Linked DNA regions of Mus musculus: regions 2, 3, 4, 5 and 6 are each linked to region 1. A link is a contact called in public HiChIP or PLAC-seq and promoter capture Hi-C data. All regions are on one chromosome and are shown on one strand. Each heading gives the region's core, a stretch centred on a gene start, on an enhancer-like site or on the middle of the called end of the contact. The rest is flanking DNA. Distances are from core to core; before and after follow the strand shown.

Evidence for each region. Promoter capture Hi-C pulls out the DNA fragments that hold promoters and counts their contacts. HiChIP or PLAC-seq counts read pairs in DNA pulled down with a chosen protein or histone mark.
Region 2: a promoter capture Hi-C map of liver shows a contact between it and region 1, with 3 times the contacts expected there. The contact joins the promoter of Klhl15 here to the promoter of Arhgef9 in region 1. A contact is called at or near these places in 3 of 39 promoter capture datasets (cranial neural crest, liver and pre-B cells).
Region 3: a promoter capture Hi-C map of liver shows a contact between it and region 1, with 3 times the contacts expected there. The contact joins the promoter of Las1l here to the promoter of Arhgef9 in region 1. A contact is called at or near these places in 8 of 39 promoter capture datasets (the 3T3-L1 cell line, cranial neural crest, liver and 3 more), 1 of 484 Hi-C or Micro-C datasets (liver) and 1 of 115 datasets of contacts at active chromatin or transcription factors (astrocytes).
Region 4: a contact with region 1 is called in a promoter capture Hi-C map of liver, with 2.9 times the contacts expected there. The contact joins the promoter of Maged1 here to the promoter of Arhgef9 in region 1. A contact is called at or near these places in 3 of 39 promoter capture datasets (the 3T3-L1 cell line, hippocampal neurons and liver), 2 of 484 Hi-C or Micro-C datasets (cardiomyocytes and uterus) and 1 of 115 datasets of contacts at active chromatin or transcription factors (astrocytes).
Region 5: an H3K27ac HiChIP or PLAC-seq map of embryonic stem cells shows a contact between it and region 1, with 3 times the contacts expected there. The contact joins the promoter of Zc3h12b here to the promoter of Arhgef9 in region 1. A contact is called at or near these places in 2 of 39 promoter capture datasets (cranial neural crest and pre-B cells) and 2 of 115 datasets of contacts at active chromatin or transcription factors (both in embryonic stem cells).
Region 6: a promoter capture Hi-C map of hippocampal neurons shows a contact between it and region 1, with 4 times the contacts expected there. The contact joins the promoter of Gspt2 here to the promoter of Arhgef9 in region 1. A contact is called at or near these places in 4 of 39 promoter capture datasets (the 3T3-L1 cell line, cranial neural crest, embryonic stem cells and 1 more) and 1 of 115 datasets of contacts at active chromatin or transcription factors (astrocytes).

Annotation. Positions count from the first base shown.
Region 1 is chrX:95,165,089-95,167,980 of GRCm38.p6, forward strand. Arhgef9 (CDC42 guanine nucleotide exchange factor (GEF) 9) reads right to left here and starts at 1,451. Exons shown (of 10, transcript NM_001290385.1): 1 at 512-1,451.
Region 2 is chrX:94,233,470-94,236,361 of GRCm38.p6, forward strand. It overlaps Klhl15 (kelch-like 15), which reads left to right and starts at 1,461. Exons shown (of 3, transcript NM_001039061.1): 1 at 1,461-1,951.
Region 3 is chrX:95,955,616-95,958,507 of GRCm38.p6, forward strand. Las1l (LAS1-like (S. cerevisiae)) reads right to left here and starts at 1,359. Exons shown (of 13, transcript NM_152822.3): 1 at 1,043-1,359; 2 at 260-385. The coding sequence starts at 1,233.
Region 4 is chrX:94,540,634-94,543,525 of GRCm38.p6, forward strand. It overlaps Maged1 (melanoma antigen, family D, 1), which reads right to left and starts at 1,392. Exons shown (of 13, transcript NM_019791.3): 1 at 1,259-1,392; 2 at 618-691. The coding sequence starts at 662.
Region 5 is chrX:95,710,213-95,713,104 of GRCm38.p6, forward strand. Zc3h12b (zinc finger CCCH-type containing 12B) reads left to right here and starts at 1,466. Exons shown (of 9, transcript NM_001034907.3): 1 at 1,466-1,934.
Region 6 is chrX:94,634,667-94,637,558 of GRCm38.p6, forward strand. Gspt2 (G1 to S phase transition 2) reads left to right here and starts at 1,403. Exons shown (of 1, transcript NM_008179.2): 1 at 1,403-2,892. The coding sequence starts at 1,591.

The DNA of each region.
Region 1 (2,892 bases), core at 201-2,700:
AAATTCAAAGGACACAGTTAATAAGTGCCAACTCGAGGCACCCCACCGTGCCGCTTCTCAAAATTGTGCCCCTTATTTAGAGAGTATTTTCCATAAATCCATTTCTTGCATAGGTTTTTCGTTCTCTAAACAACCAATGCAAGACTTTCACAGAACACCAAAAAATTCATCATTCTCTTCCACAAATACCAACTCCAACTCCAGCCCCAAACAAACCCAAATGCATTCTGATAGCAAGAGAGAATTTTTGATTAAAATCCCACAGTGAAGTTTAAAGGCAGTTTTTAAAGAATAAGTTTACAAGACATCACAAACAGCGAAGCCACTTTAACAGGACACAGCTTGCTCCACAAACATCACATAGAGAATGCACACAAACATGCACACTTAAATAGAAAACATTTCTTTATCAACAATTTTACTCAAGCAATAAGCAACTCCACTCACAGGCATATTTAAAAGACAAGACATGACAAAAGATTTAGGGAGAGATAATATACCAACGTCATACATATCACAGCGAGGCCATGTTGAAGCTCAAAACGTTTTCCCCCCTGAGTAAGAAAGCTTGTTCTTTTTCTCCCTCTCTTTCCCTGTCTCAGACTGTCTCTCCTGATTTTTTCCCCCTCAGAGGCTCTTGGGATGAAATCAAAGTGAGAGTTCGCAACAGCTCAGGTGGCTGGACTCCATTCAGCGCGTTCCCAAGAAAAACATGAGTATGACATTGACAAGCAGGAGGACTACAATCACGGCAAAAACGACTACAGTTTGCACATCCAGGGTCATGGTGCAATGCAGAACACTGTAGTGTTCCAGGTGGGGGGCCGGCAGATTGGGAGATGTCAATCTCTGTTCTGTCAGACTGTCCATACAGCCACCATGCTAAAAAGGAAAGGAGGAAGTCAGATGGTTAGGGAAGGTCTGGGTTTGGTCCCCGAGTTTGGTCCGGGGGAGGGAAGGGGGTTGGAGGCAGGGGCTTTTGCTTCCCTCCCCCTCTCGGGACTGGGCTGATCTTTCCTCCCTAACTGAGAAATCTTAGCTTAAGCTGAAGGTAGCAGAGTCCAGCATTCTCTCTTGGGCGCCACAGAAAAATCAAAATCCTGCTTTTCAAAAAGAAAGGCAAAATGAACCTATCGGTTCTCCAGAGTCTGTCCGGGCATGCGTCTGTCTGCCTAGCTGGCTACCGGTCAGTCTCAGTCTCCCCTACTCTTTCTAGTTCATCAGCTTCCTAAGATCTCTCTCGTCTGCTAGCTCTCTTCAAGGGATTCCAGGCTACCAGCCACTCTTCCTAGCCTTTCCTAGCTTGCCCTCTCCCTCTCCTCTCCCCACCCCCACCTCAGCCGGTAGGTTGCCTTTTTATTCACGCAGAAACTGGGGGCGCCAGCGTGAGTCTCTGACAGAGACGCTGACAAGAGAACAAGCCAATAGCAGATGCTGCAGCTGCGCATTCAGTGCCCGGAGGCGAGACTTGAGCTGGTGTGCTAGCAACGACAGCCAATCGGAGGACCCAACGCTCACAGAGTCGGCTCTCTCTTCGGGAGCCACCAAAAGCCAGTTTTTACGTGGGGGTGTGGAACTTGTGGGGGAAGGGAGGGTAAGAGACTGAAGGACGAGGAAAAAGACTGAGAAAGAGGGGAGGAAACAAACAGAATCAAATGAAGGGGAACAAGCATAATAAAAGGAGGCAGGCAGAGAAAGTCATGGAAAGGAGAAAGAGAAGGAAAGATGTGATGGAATAAAAGAAGAAATCGAGGATATAGTGAAGAAAGAGAAGGGTGAGGGAAAGGCAGGATAAAGAAAAGAGAGAAATGAGAAGGAATAGAAAATGCAAATAGGTAGGTTGATAGGTAGAAACGAAGCATATAAGTTGGCAGCCCCTATAGTCAATAGGAAGCAATTGTCTTTGGCCACTGCCTAAAACTAAATTGCAGGCCACTGACCGTCAGCAATAAAATCTCACAAATCAGTGTTGTGGGCACAACCATAGGGGCACCAACTTGTTAACAATCCAGTTCCATTTGGCTTTCTCTGCTGTTGTCGCCCTGTCCTGCTCTGAATGTGATTTCATCACACTACAGTTAACAGGCACTCTCCCAGCCCTCTGAGTATGAAGAAAGAAAGCCAGCTATGGGTTAAATAGTTGTTGTATATAAACTTTTCAAGAACTTGCCATCTACTTGTAGCCATTGCTTTGTTCAGTGTTTATAGCTTTGAATGGACACTCAGAGGAGGGTTCAAATGTACTCCTATTTATTTTTGTCTATGTAACGTTCAGGCAATGTCTCCAGGTTTCTGTCTCCTTATTGTTGCATGGGGACTTAAGCTTCCCAGAAAATAAAGTGACCCCAGAAGTCCAACTTCAGAAATATACATGTAAGTTCTACAATGGCCTGGGCCCCAAAGAAAGATGAGCTCCCTTATCTAGATAATCTCTCAGACCCTTTCCTCTTCTTAAGGTTCCTATAGCCTTAGGAATCAACAGATAGTTGACAGCGGAAAGAAGAAACTGGATTAGCCAGAGATATAACAAACTGAATTTTGGAACTGTGAGCATACTATGGACTCTTAAGTGGAATGGGAATTGTTTGCTATTCTCTAGAAATCTGTGAATCTTAGAGAGTCATTATCTTAATTAAATTATTAGAAATTTCGAATGAGTGCAGGTCATAAAAAAATAGTCTCAGTCCCTCCAGATTAGAATAAACTCCAAATGAGACCACACTTTACACATATTGGCCCATAGAACAATCGTTTGTGAATGATTCTTGACAAAACAATAACAAAAAGCCTGAATCAGATCAATCTTTTAGATCTAATTACCAATTACCAAACACACAGCGGACCAAAGAAGGAGGTTACTGCAGTACAGGGATTCTAATTATAAAATGTACA
Region 2 (2,892 bases), core at 211-2,710, 930 kb before region 1:
ATTTCCTATTTTCAAAATAATAATTATTTTTACAATGAAGTAGTGTACTTCAGCAAAACAGTACACGATGTGCTACTTTGGCCTCTTGGGAAATGTGGCATGTTAATCAAGTTTGTTAGAAAGAGATACTGATCACTTTTAGTCACAGTCTCTTGAAAAGTTCATCAGGATATTCATTTAGAGAGAAGTGGCGATGTGGGGGTGGGGGATGGGCTTCGGTGGTGGAGCTAGAGACAGGGGAAGCAAAGAGATCTGTTAAGATCAGAAATGGTTAACGGTTGTCTTAATTTTTAACTGGTCGTAGAACCAGTGGCTTCAACTGTGTATTTGTCATCTACAGCTCTCTTACAGAGATATATAATAAATTTACAAAAGTCTTACAGTGTATTTCCATTTTCTTAAATCAAGTAAGGGTAGTATTTAAAAGCCATGACCTAGAATTCTAGAGCAGATTTGTAAAACAAACAGACCCCTCCTCAAGGAACAACTGAAATTGGTGCCTTCTGTATATTCCTTCTTGCCTATTTTGATGCAAAACAAACCCGCTTTTTTAGCTCGTACTTTTCTACCTTTGGTGAAGATAATGCCATTTTCGATGACTCTTTCCATCTCTGGGAAATTTGCATGTGAAACATGTAATTTGCATGCGATAAGCTAAGTGGAACCGTGACGCAATGATTCATTGCAAATTGCCTTATAAAAAATGATTGCCATTTGGCGTCCACCTAGTCACTTTTATAACAGGTACCATTGGCAAAACTCCCCTCATCCGACGGTGTGCAAGATGCAAAAATGGAATTTTCCAGGTTTCCTAGCCCTCAACTTGCGCACTGTGTGTTCGCTGCAGCGCCACGGGGCCCACCTCCGGGCCAGGCGGAGTGACCCTGCTGCAGGGGTGGAAGTGCACGGCCGAGTCTCTCCAGCCTCGACGGCAGGGCTCTGAGGGTCAACCTCAGCGGATCCCTCCTGCAGAGCCCCTCTACCTCCTTTCTCTCTGGCCCCGGCCCCGCCGCGTCACCCCCCAACCCCACTACAGTAGCAGGCCCGCCTCTGGGGCAAGGCGCGCAGCTGGCGTGGGACAACCCTCCCTCTACCCGGTTCCCACACCGGCTCCCGTTCCGTGGCGCCGGAAGTGACGCGCCTGGGCTGAAAGATGGCGGCATTGGCGTTCAACCAGGGGGAAGGTAAACACCCGCCAGGCGGCGCGCCGGCCCCCACGGGGCGCCTTCAGGGGCTAAGGGGGCCTCCCAGGCCTGCTCCCTAACCCACGGCTTCCAGTCCCCGCCCTCTCTCGGGGACAGGCTCGGCTCTGCGTCCTCGAGACCCTGGCCCGGGCCCCTAGCCCGTGGGCCCCGCCCCCCTGGGCGGGCCCCGGGCGGCTCCCTCGGCCCGCAGGGGGCGCGAGGCCCGGAGCGGCCCCTGGCTCGTGGCCCTCTCACGCCCCGCCCCTTTCCCGCCCCTTTCCCGCTTTCCTCCACCCCCGGCGTGGGTGATCCCGAGGCTCCGCGCGCTTTGGGGGCAGAAACCCGGAGACGCCGTCGTGTATGTGGTTCCCGCTGGCGTTTCTGTTGCCCTCGGCCCCCTCAGCTGTCCCCCAGTTGGTGGTCCTGAGTCGCCTCTCCAGCCGAGCCCCGTGCAGTGCCGCGACATCCCCCGGTATTGGCGAGGCTGGGCCCCGGCCCCGACGCCGCGCGCGTCACGCCTAGCCCAACTGTTTGGACTCGCCACTCAACCGCTGTCTTCTTTCCCAGGACTGTTTCTCGGGGGGCCTCGGGCTTGCGAGCTCGCCCGGCGCCGGAGCGCTCCGGCCCGGCCAGGGAGCGGCCCCTTGTAGAGGTTCGAGGAGCTATCGCGGTCCATCCCGGCGCCCGACCCTCCCACCGTTCGGCCACTGGCCCACTTCTTCCTGATGCAGACTGCCGTCCACTAGAGGCTGGACAGGACCCCCGAGGTGCGTAGCCGCCCCTGGCCGCCGGCCTGCGGAGCCCAGGCTTTGCTCGCGGCCCCGAGGAAGGCACGGGTTCCGTGGCCCTCACCGCACTGGCCGCACTCAAACATTTTGTAGATGCTGGGAGCTAATTTGTCTTTTGAGTTTACTTAAATTGTTTGAAATGTAAATTTTTTTCTGGTGGGAGGGGGGAGAGAGAGAGAGAGAGAGAGAGAGAGAGAGAGAGAGAGGAGAAAAAAAGGAAGAAGCATAATTCAGCCATTTTTTGCAGCATAGAGCTGCAGGTACCATGATTATTTCCCCCTTAACCGGTTCCTTCCCTTTAAAAATCCTGTTTGTGCCTTAAATAGAACTATGCGAAATGTGCGGCATAATGCGTGCGGCATAATCAGAATGTCTGGGTCCGACTGGGCGACTGAGAAAATCTCGCACTGAGGAGATCTCGGACGGAGCCTCAGTTTCTTATCTATGCGGTGTAGTCGATAATAGCCACATCAGAGAGGTAGTGAGGACTATATGAGGTCATATATGTGAAAATAATCTATAGCTGTATAGTGGTGTAGGAAAATGTAAGGTCATTTTCTTTAGGTAACCTTTGCTTGAGTGGTTAATGTGGCTAACTGTTGCTGCCTCTTCATTTCTATATTATAAGTAAATAAGGACTAGCAGAACAGCGCAGTGATGGATAGCTGTTTAATAGTCAGTGTTCGTTGGCCTTCCCTCTACAAAATGCCAACTGCTTATTTAAATAACGGTATCCTTTAATTCAAATTTAATGTTACTGTAGGGCTTTTCATCTTTCTAGGCCTCTCAGCCCCCTTTCTTATTCAGAATATTTAACACCTTATATTTATTTAGTCTTTTTTATTTTTAAGAGGTTCACTTCCTTTGTCAATCTGATTTACTGTTGTCATTTTAAAAGCGTGTGTGTTTTTTAATTTCAG
Region 3 (2,892 bases), core at 109-2,608, 790 kb after region 1:
CTCCTACACATTCTAGAAGGGAAGGAAGAACAGAAGAGAAAAAACTTTCTGGAAAAGGGAAAGAGGGTTGTGTGGACAAGACATACCTGTGAACAAGACATAGTCATGGCCACGTTAAAAAAACAAAAACAAAAACAAAACTCAGAGGTTGATTCACCCACAAAGGCCCATCCGTGGCTTTTTGTTTCAGGTAGTACCCGAATCCATGTTTACCAGTTCCCAAAGCCAACACCCCAGTCTTACCCTGTGCAGGTCTTACCTGACCAATGCCATGCCATAGAGCAGTCTAAGTTCATCAGTGCCCAAGGTACCGGCTGCATCGATGAGCTTGCATCTTACCAGGTCAGCAGTAGAAGCCACTGCCAGGGGCAGTTCGTTGCCTAACCTAAAGGGCCACAGCACCATCATAAAAATCAGTACATTGTTCTATCCTCTACCAGAGAAGCTTGGTCGTTGTACTATACACCCCCCACCCCCCCCCTACATACTGAAAAGTGCACGGAGATACAAAACCCTGTGGAAAAGACGGGGTCAAGTCCCCGGGATCCAACAATAATAAAGGAATTGAGAAGCTGGCTGGGGTGAACAGGACATCAACAGTTGTGTGGACACAGTCCGTTTTCTCCCCGCTCAAATTATTTAGGTATGGGAACCCCAAATCTCTATATCCCGCCCCCATCAAACGAACTGAGCCTTCTCAATCCTGAATCTAACCTAAACGGTGACAGTCCAATCCCTAACTGGAACCAGAAAGCCACCCTAACATATCAACCTACTCTTTTAGTCCCGGGCTCAGGTTCCCTCTATTTTGGACATAAAACTTAAACCTCACAGACACAAAAATATTATTGGAACGTACGCCCTGTTTTCCTTCGACGAGTACAGGAGCATGGCTGCAACTTTTCCCCAGGCACTTAGGAGAGAGGCACCATAAGGCAATTTCAGGGAAGGCTATAGAAGATGTGGCCGTAGGGGAATTCGACCAAGGAAGGAGTGAGGCACCACCAGCGCCCAGGCAGGAGGGTTGACCCGGCCGCCTTACCTGCTCCTCCATACTGTAATTCGGTTCAGCGCATACTGCTGCAACTTGTGATCATCGCAGAACAGATAAACCGTCACTTGCTCCCACTCAGCCCTGCTGAGCCAAGAGACGACGATACCCCTGGCACTCGGCGACTCAGGCTGGTTCTCTTTGAAGGACTGCCCGTCCCACGCACGCCACACGCGATCCATGCCCTGGGAGCCAAGAGCAGGTCTCCGCCCGGATTCCCAACCTCAACTGAAGTGCGCAGCATGCTGCGCTACACACTGCCCTTGCTCCAAACGGCACACCATTAGCCAATTGGAGAATATGACCCCGACGTCAGCCCGCCTCTCAACGTGACTGTAGCCAATAGGAACGTGGGACACAGGTCTGACGTGCGGAATTCTGGCACCGCTCGCTGCCGGAAGCGTTCATTCACAAAGCCGCCTACCCAGAAACACAGTCCTTTCAGCTTCTAGGTTCCCATAATTTCCTGTCTTGTTGAGCGTCGTCTGTCCCAGCGTGTATGGACTTTAAGGAGAAAAACAAAAACAAAACAAAACAAAGCTTTGCGCCCCTTGGCGGTCTACGGAAGAATTGCTCTCGATTACAGTACTTAGGGTGCTTTCAAGGTTCTTTTTTTTTTTTTTTTTTTTTTGGTTTTTGGCTTTAAGATTTGGTAGAACAAAATCGGCTTTCTTGACAAGTACTGAGTAAATTAATAGCAGCATGTTAGGAGGAAGGAAAGAGAACAGTGTGAGAAGGGTCAGAACCAGTAAAAGATGATAATAGGGGCAGGAAGTTAATATGAGCAAAGTACATGCGTGAAAATGTCATAACGGAACCCACTATCTTATATGTTAAATAGCGGTAAGAGCACTGACTGCTCTTCCGAAGGTCCTGAGTCCAAATCCCAGCAACCACATGGTGGCTCACAACCATCTGTAATGGGATCTGATGTCCTCTTCTGGGGCGTCTGAAGACAGCTACAGTGTACTTATTTATAATAATAGTAAATAAATCTTTGGGCCGAACTGAGCAGGGACTGAGAGAGCAGGGCTGACCTGGGGGAGCAGGGACTGAGCTCGCGGAGTTGATTGGAGCAAGCGAGGTCTAGAGGAGCAAGCAGGTTGACTGGAGCGAGCACAGGTCCTAAATTCAATTCCGAACAATCAGATGAAGGCTCACAACTATATGTACAGCTACAGTGTGTACTCATATACATAAAATAAATAAATAAATAAATAAATAAATAAATAAATAAATCTTTTTTAAAATAAAAGCATTACTAAGAAATATGTAAGCTGATAGATGCCCGTTGCACAGTGATTTAAGGCCTGAATGACTGGAATTAGAATTATCTTGAGAGTATAGAATCAGGGTTCTAGTCTTACCTTTCCTTTGCCACTATCAATGTGACCTTGGACAAGTCTCTGCCCCTTTCCTGAGGTTATTAGTCTAGACTCCAGTTATCTACCACATCCCTGTGCAAATGCTTTCAGTTAATACTCTTTCCCTTGCTTTCATATGACTCCCCATAACACTCATGAATGACTTTCATGTTTATCTCCCACTACAAAGCCATCTATTGTGTTGTTCTTTAAGTATTCTCCCTATGACGATAGCCTAAATAAAATAATTCTTCTAGTTGACCTGTGCATTTTGTCATTTTACTGAAGTTGGTTTTGTCTTTATTAATTTACCAGTGAGGACACTGAAGCTCAGCCCTGTGGCCTCGTATGGGACTGCTAAGAAAGGAGGTAAATGAGCCAGAGGTGGTTCCATTGTTCAAATGGCAGAAGACTGGAGTGCAGATCACCTGTTAACTCCAGTGCCACAGACACCAAACACCAATGGCTTCATCTGGC
Region 4 (2,892 bases), core at 142-2,641, 620 kb before region 1:
GGGAGCTGTAGACAGGCGTCACAGTACTCAGACGTGGGGGCAGAGGCGGGTCAAAGGGAGGCGGGGCGCGAACAAAATTTAATTAAGGGTAGAGGGGGCAGGGCAAGGTGAGGGACAGTCTGTGGCAGCAGGGGCTGGTGCGGAATGTGGTGCAAGCTCTGAGCCCCAAATGGGTTTAGAGACGGACTGGTTAGGCTTGAGGTGGGGAGCTCAAGACCCGAGGAGGGAGGAATCAAGGAGGATAAGCCGAGAGGGTGGAGGGGGAGTCTCGCGGCGTGGAGAAAGGGAGGGTGGAGGCGAGAGGTTGGGGGATGGGGCGACAGACTGCTCTACACGCGTCAGGGTTATGGAAAAAAAATGGTTCCTTACCCAACCCGCATTCTCTGGGCAGAATGCCCTGACTAACAGGGTCTCCCCTTTCTCTAAGCAGGGACCGATGGCTGAAAAGGGCCGCCCCTCCCCCCCATTCGATAAACGCTAGAAATCTGAGAGCCCGCGGTGTCTAGGCCGGAAGAAGGGCAAAATCAGATCCTGCCATTCGCGCGACCTAAGGGGCCGGGGGTGGGCGTAAACTGTCAGCAGGGGAAAAATGGGGGAATTGGGAGCGGGGTCCTCACCTGGAAGCCGCGGAGGCCTGCACCGCCGTCCGGTTTCTGAGCCATAGCTCTCGTCTCCCTGGCAAGAGCAGAGCCTAAGGGGGGGGGTGTGGGAGAGAGGAGCTGGGCATTACACTACAGAAGGAAAAGACATAGGACCGAATTCTGTGTGCGTGTGTGCTTTGATTCTGGGGGCGGGTGAGGTGCCGAGTCCGGGGGGAGAACCAGGCCTAAGCGGAGCGGGAAAAGTAACCGGTCGTCCCGCTAGACCATCTCCAATCTCAGACGCGGCCAGGGAAAAGCTTCAGCGCTGCCGTTTTGGAGTCAGAGAGGAGCTGTGGATGCGGTAGTTTACGGGGGCGGGGAGGGAGGGCGGCGAGCGGGGAGACACGGGCGTCCGAAAAGTTGAATTAAGGTTCTGAATTCAGAGGAACCATCTAACGGGATCAAGGTCGGGAAATAGGATTCGGGGAGGGAACTGGAGAAAAGATTCAGGGGGACGGACGGAGTTTCAAATTAGAAAAGGGTCGGGAGCAGGGTCTGAATCCGGGAGCAGGCAGAGCAGGGGGCTTCCGAATCCAGGGTGAAGGGACTGGGAGAAAAGAATGGCGGAAGGACGCCGCGCCAGGGGGGCAGATGCCCCGTCTGGGGGCGAACCTCACCTTGCCTCAGGGCCGAACCCCAATCCCTTCGCTGTTTCCTTCTTCGCGACTCAAGAGGATCGGGAATGGCTCTGTCCGGCTCTCGGCACCCGCACTCTCTCCGCGTCCAGGAGAAAATGCCAGCGCGGCAGCTCGGGCGACCCCGCCTCTCCGCCTAATATACCACCCACCGCCTCTGGACGCGCCGCGCATGCGCAGCAGATCACTGTCCAAATAAGAGTCCCGCTTGCTTTCCCAACAAAAGCTTCATCCCAGAGCCATTGTTGCGCATGTGCACTTGGAGGAGAGCCCGCCTCCTTGCCAGCACACTATCCCACCGCCAACCAGGTTGACAGTGGACAAAGGTTCCTCCTCCCCTTCTCCTTACGCATCCACTCCTTCAACAGATGCGCAGCGCCTTTCGGTCCCACCCCCTGGCCCGACACACCAGCCCCCTACCTTTCTCCGCAATGCGTCTATGCTCAGTCCCGCCCTTTTTCCCGAACTCTCTCTAGCCAGGTCCGCAGCTCCCGCCCACCCCCGTGTGCAGAGCCCCGTAGGTAGGCCCCCCGCGGGGGTCTCTTATTTCGAAACATGCTAGGCCTCTGCTGAGTTCACCCACTCTACGACGCAGAAACCTTAAAGGCCAGAAAAAAAAAAAAAACCATTGCAGAGATACCGGAGCAAGGGTCGCCCGGGGGGGGGGGGGATCTATAGGTTTCCTCTCACTGGACTCAGAAAATGAGCTTTTTCTCTCGCCCTTTTGGCAGTTTTTGCCCATCGAAACCCTTTTTGAGGGCTGGGTTAGAGAGGTGAGGGAAAGGCGTTGGGCTGTGGGGTCTGCCCTGGGGCTTGTTTTTCTTGCAGGCTGTTTTAGGGAGATGGATGGAGTGCAACATTCTCATTTAACACACCAGGTAGCTAATGCAGAAGCCCGGGGCATTGAGCTGGTACCACACAGAAAGGCCAGAACCTGCCCCAGCACCGCTGCGCAGGCTGGTAATCCCAGCACTCTGGGGACTCAGGGAAAGCCCTGAGTTCCAGGCCAGCTGTGCAACTCTGAGACTTGATCTAAAAGACAAACAAAACCATCCATGAGGGGCCTGGATTTTCCTGAGTGTAAAATCTAGTCTGAGAACAGGGGCACTCCTTCAACCTCTATTGGAATAACAAGCTGTCCTCTCCCCAATATTTGTTCCATGGGAATAAGGCTTGTGTTCTAGGAGGCCTGGCATGTGTGGGGACCCTTTAGGTTCGTTCTGTGCTCCTCTTAGTAGGCAGTCTCCAGGAGCGAGACCGCAGGCTTTCTTGGTGACTGCTGGAGCGGCCAGAGCATTCAGGTGTGTCTGCCTTGTTCTTGCAGAATGAAGCTGGCCTTGGCTTTAGAATTCCGGGAGGAGTGTCTGCCCTATCTGTCCCTCGCTGTGTGAGTCCCCTGAGATATAGTCACTACACTTTAGTGGACTTCTCTGAGCCTGGTTTACTCACTACTATCCAAAACAGGAATCCCGCAAAGAGGGTCGTGCCCAAGGACACACAGCCAGCTGTGCTTCCAGGACAGCTGGGGAAACAAACGCAGAAAGATGGCATACAGATGCGAAATGACTCAATCCAAACCCATCCGTTTCCCAAGTCCCGGGCAGACCTTAGCGCGT
Region 5 (2,892 bases), core at 216-2,715, 550 kb after region 1:
ATCAGGAGTATGTGTGGTGTGACTCTGGAGATGTTTTACTATTCTTTTAGAATAAGTCAATTAGTTAAGCAAACATCTACCTCAAATCCCATCTTAAATTTCATCTTAAATTTGCAGTGACTTGAAGGCCAACCATCTGCATGTACTTTTTTGTGTTTATTCAATAAGAAAGTCTTCTTTCTTTACAAATGTGTATAGACACTTCTGTTTGTTGATAGGACTTACTTCTTTATCAATACAATAGATGCAGCTAGAGCATGTGACCAAAGGAAGGCAATTTAGTGTTTAGACACCACTGAAAATACAGTTTTTAAAATATTTACTGGCTCTCTGGTTGCCATAAAGTTTCATTTTAAATTTATAGTCCATTTGAAAATTATATCTTATTAACATTTTTAGGGCTTTGCAAAGGTTTTACATGGCATAGGCTTTTAAATAGTATCTAAAATGTATATTTCATTAGATTATCATTCAGTAGGGTATATTCTGTAAATATGCACATACTATTTATACATTGTATTATGTTCAGAATTAATTACATGTTTTTGTCTTATAATTACACATTACAGAAAAGTTAAGGCTGATTTTCAGAAGATCAATAGCCAGCAGAAAATGACACAAAATGTTTTATGTATAACCATTGTTTAAATGTCAGTTTTTAGTACTAGTCTTTTAACATTAATGAGTAGTTTTGGAAAGATCACTGGATGTTCATTAGTTCCTGGGCTCACACAGATTTCTTTTCCAGATGAAAATAGAAAATGTATGTAGGCATTTTATACACTTCAATCTGAGAATGTGTAAAACCTATCTACAGTTGGGTGACTAAGGTCTGGAATTAGAATGAAACCAGACTACTCTCGGAGGACTTTATTAAGCTAGAATGTTCAACTAGAGAGCAGGCACTTTGTCTTGTATTGTACAGAGTGATGAGCCATTGCAAATAGCTCCTTTTTTATTGAATGCTTACTCTGTGTCACAGTAGGTTATGTATGTTAAGTGCTTCACGTACTTTTTCTCTTCATCCTTATAAGTATTCAGAGTACTGTGTTTCTCATTTACAGTTGAAGAAACAGATTTAGAGAGGTTAGAAAAAGAACAGAAATACAAATTTGGCAGCAATTCCATTCTCCTGACCAGAGGCAAGTGAGAGTTGGGAGTTTTATAAAGATCACTCTGGTAAAGTACAAGAAAAGCCTGCAGGAAAACCATCCATAGTTCACATGCCTATCCAAGGATCTCATCCTAAGTCTCCAGGCCTCTCCATTTCAGAACATCTTGGACCTCTCCTCACGATTCTTTTACCCTGACGTTAGGGCCTGCCTAGGAAGTGGGGTTTTGTTCACTTTTTCTAGGTCGCAAACCAAACTCGTCCGAGATCAGACCGCGGCTCCAGTGGTCCCTGGCGGGGGTGGGGCGCATGCGCGCGGTTGCTAAGAAACGGCGATCCAGGCGCCGCGGTGGTAACTGCGCCGGGGCTGTGTGTGTAGGCAGCAGCGCCAGAGGAAGAGGAGCACGAGGATGCAGCTGCGACCGCGGCCCCAAGAGGGAGCAGCCACTGTTCTGTGGTCGCGGGGCCAAAGCAATTGGAATTAAGCCTGGGGGGTCCTGTTGCTGAGAGGACCGGGGCAGACGGTCCTGCCAGAAGCGCAGGCCTAGTATTCCGGGAGAGTTCGGTCTGCTGGGCGAAGGCCTGCCGCCTTTGCTTCCTCCTGGCCCTCCAAGTCGATGGTGGTGAAGTTGGTGGCCGCCAGGGGCACAAGCGCCAGGCTGGTTCTCTTGCACCCGGCGCTTATCTGGCCCTGCTTGAACAGCTGCGACGCCGCCTCCTCTCTTCCGCGGATCCCACCCTCAGCGGCGGGGGAGGGGGAAAGTTTTCCCCTCCGCAGGGGCTGCATGGTGCGAGGCGACAACAAGACCTTAGGAGAGTAGGGGTGAGTAGTGGCACCGCAGTCTCCTGGTGCTCAAGCTGTTTTCTGGTCTTAGGGTCTCTGGGGCCCCAGCAGGCCAATGAAGCTCTGCACTCTCATTCAGAAGCTTCTGACACCCTTCCTGCATCTGCTCGCGGGTAATTTCTTCCAGTTAGTTTTCCTTTTGAAAGCCGTCACTTTGTGATCTCAATCCTGGCTTCCAGAAACATAGTGTCAGTGATTAAGGCCTGGGGTTGCTTCTTAGATGCTGATGATTCTAAGTACAGTCGTGCACCTTCTTAGTCTCTGGTCTGGAAACAGATTCTTCTAGTGCCCTGTTCACATTTTACTCCTTGTTCTAACTGTGGCTCTGACTCTTGATCACGGGAGACAGCCTGACCTGACCTGAGGCTTGTCAAGAGCCCATCCTCCGCATTGCTGATGCTTCATGACGAAAGAATTGACCAGATAGCTTGAGTGGTACCTTACTTTGCAGTATTGTTTATACTCATGTGCAGTAGGCAAGCCATATGCCTAGCCCCTGATTCTTAGCATGTAAAGCTAGGCAGATATTAGTTATGTTAAATAATAGTGATAATAAGACAAAACTAGTGACATGTCCTATTTGACAACCAAAGTACCACCAAACTTGAGAAGTGGACAAAGTAAAATATTGACAATAGGGGAAACATTTTACAAAGTATTCTTCATCAAAAATGACTCACGTCTTCATTTAAAAATGTGTTGGTGAAACTTAGATACTCTTAATAAAAATAAAGATAGTTGTGACTTATTTGTTCTTCTTAAATTAGAGTATAAGGTATAGTTGAAAATAGTCAACTTCTCTCAAAAACATTTGGCCCAAGACACCCAAAGTGAGACTTTGGATACCATGATTAGATAAGGTTCTAAAGTTGCAAGGCGTTTTTCACAATTATTTTGAGGTGTGAGACTGTTACTTTAAAAGCAGATGTGAAAATTT
Region 6 (2,892 bases), core at 153-2,652, 530 kb before region 1:
AAACTTGTTAATATTTTATGACTAATTCAATTGACTTAGAAGGAAAAATTCTAAATCTGTCCTGTGTATTAGAATAGGTTACTTTATGTAATAACAGCCCCTTAAACCTTGACAGATTCTCCTAAACCCATTTAAAGAACGTTGTCCTAGGGTCACAAAATGTTCCAGTACCTGTGCGGGGTGCTGCCCAGAAGTCTATCTTTACATTTTACTTCTCAGTTTTTCCTATTATTTTTCTTTTTTCTGCAATAAAAGAAATAAACCATTACCAGGGAAAAAGAACCAAGGGCAGGTAAAGGTGGGAAATAAATAGCACACAGCTGTGGCAGCTCCATAGTGAGCACTATCAAGGGCCCTGATATTCTCATGAAGTATGGAGAACATAGTGATCAAATTACCAGTCATCCACTTGGTTTTATAACGTCTTACTTTGTTATTGGGTTGATTTAAAACAAATGCCTACAACTCCACCTGGGAAAAGTAAATTGGATCATCCCCAGCTTTCTCCTCTCTGATTGCTATAATTTACAAACAAGTACATCCAGGATTTAGATAAAATATCAACCATTTTTGAGGGTGATAGTCTATTAATGAGAACTATAAAGGATTTTCTACACTTTAGAGGCCATAGTGGCTTTAATTGAGCTTACAGCCAGTTTCTTTTTACCTCTGCCACTGCATTGATTCCTATTGCAAACTCAGTTCTGGTTTCCGAACGAAGCTGAAAGGGCATGGCCTGTGATTCTTGTAGAAGTCCTGGTATATAGGTACAACTACAGATGGTTGGAAAGGTACAGTGGCCTTACTCCAGAGAATGGCCTGCCTGCTACTGTCCGGATACTTGCATATAAAATGATTAGAATAATTGTTAAAAATTGCTTTCCTTGGTAATTTAAAAAGACCATTAACCCCATCCTTAAAATGCAAGCGGATGGGGGCATCAATGGGAACAAAAAGCCTCTCGATTTCAAATTAATTCGTGATTTTAAGTTGCAATTACTATCTTGATTCATTCTATAAATCCCCGTGTAAGCGCTACTGACCTCCCACCCCGCTTGTTGCTCATTTTTTGCCTCCCATTTGTTCAATAGGAATTTTCGTTTTATGTGAAGATTTTAGAATTTTAAGTCAGGTGTATCTAAGGCTTAATCATTGGAACGTGGTCAAATCATTCTGTCAGATTGTGTGAACCAAAATAAATAGAAAATCTCGTGTTTTTTTCTTTTTCTTTTCTTTTTAAATTGTACTTGGAGACTCAGCCTCTGACTGAGAACTAACGGGGACAAACCTACGGATGGCAGCGAGGGGTCAATTCACCACAGGCGTTGGGTCAGGGGTGGAGGAGTCGGAAGTGATTGGGATTTGGGGGAGGAGATTCGCTCACACATTGGAGCTGAGCCTTGAGCGGCCATATCTGCCGCCGCCGCAGCTGTGAGTGCAGCATCTGCGCTTAGCTGCCTCCGCGCCGCTAAGGTTCGCGTCGCTCGCCCGTGGCCCGTGGCTGTTCCTGCCTTACTACCACCGGTAGAACCCTCTCCTCCTGACCTGCCTACCTCGCTCCTTCTCCGCCGCACCCCGGCTGCTCACACCATGGATCTCGGCAGCAGCAGCGACTCGGCTCCCGACTGCTGGGATCAGGTGGACATGGAAGCCCCGGGTTCGGCTCCGAGCGGGGATGGAATCGCCCCCGCAGCCATGGCAGCGGCTGAGGCCGCGGAAGCCGAGGCCCAGCGCAAGCATCTCAGCTTGGCCTTCAGCAGTCAGCTCAACATCCACGCCAAACCTTTCGTGCCTAGCGTAAGCGCAGCGGAGTTCGTGCCGTCCTTCCTGCCTGGATCGGCCCAGCCGCCCGCCCCCACAGCCTCCAGCTGCGACGAAACCTGCATCGGTGGCGCCGGGGAGCCTGAAGGTAAACGGATGGAATGGGGAGCACCTGTAGAACCTTCCAAAGATGGCCCTTTAGTGTCGTGGGAGGGTTCCAGTTCAGTTGTTACCATGGAACTTTCAGAACCTGTTGTAGAAAATGGAGAGGTGGAGATGGCCCTAGAAGAATCTTGGGAGCTTAAAGAAGTGAGTGAAGCAAAGCCTGAGGCTTCTTTGGGAGATGCAGGGCCCCCAGAAGAAAGTGTCAAGGAAGTGATGGAGGAGAAAGAGGAAGTAAGGAAATCAAAATCTGTGTCCATACCATCAGGTGCACCTAAGAAAGAACACGTAAATGTGGTCTTCATTGGGCATGTGGATGCTGGCAAGTCAACCATTGGAGGACAAATAATGTTTTTGACAGGAATGGTTGACAGAAGGACACTTGAGAAATACGAACGAGAAGCTAAGGAGAAGAATAGAGAGACCTGGTACTTGTCCTGGGCCTTAGATACAAACCAGGAAGAACGAGACAAGGGTAAAACAGTGGAAGTGGGCCGTGCGTATTTTGAAACGGAAAAGAAGCATTTCACAATCCTAGATGCCCCTGGCCACAAGAGTTTTGTCCCAAATATGATTGGCGGTGCCTCTCAAGCCGATTTAGCTGTGCTGGTGATCTCTGCCAGGAAAGGGGAATTTGAGACTGGATTTGAAAAAGGTGGACAGACAAGAGAACATGCAATGCTGGCCAAAACAGCAGGGGTAAAATACTTAATAGTGCTTATTAATAAGATGGATGACCCCACAGTAGATTGGAGCAGTGAGCGATATGAAGAATGTAAAGAAAAACTGGTGCCCTTTTTGAAAAAAGTTGGTTTCAGTCCAAAAAAGGACATTCACTTTATGCCCTGCTCAGGACTGACTGGAGCAAATATTAAAGAGCAATCTGATTTCTGTCCTTGGTACACCGGATTACCATTTATTCCGTATTTGGATAGTTTGCCAAACTTCAACAGATCAATTGATGGGCCA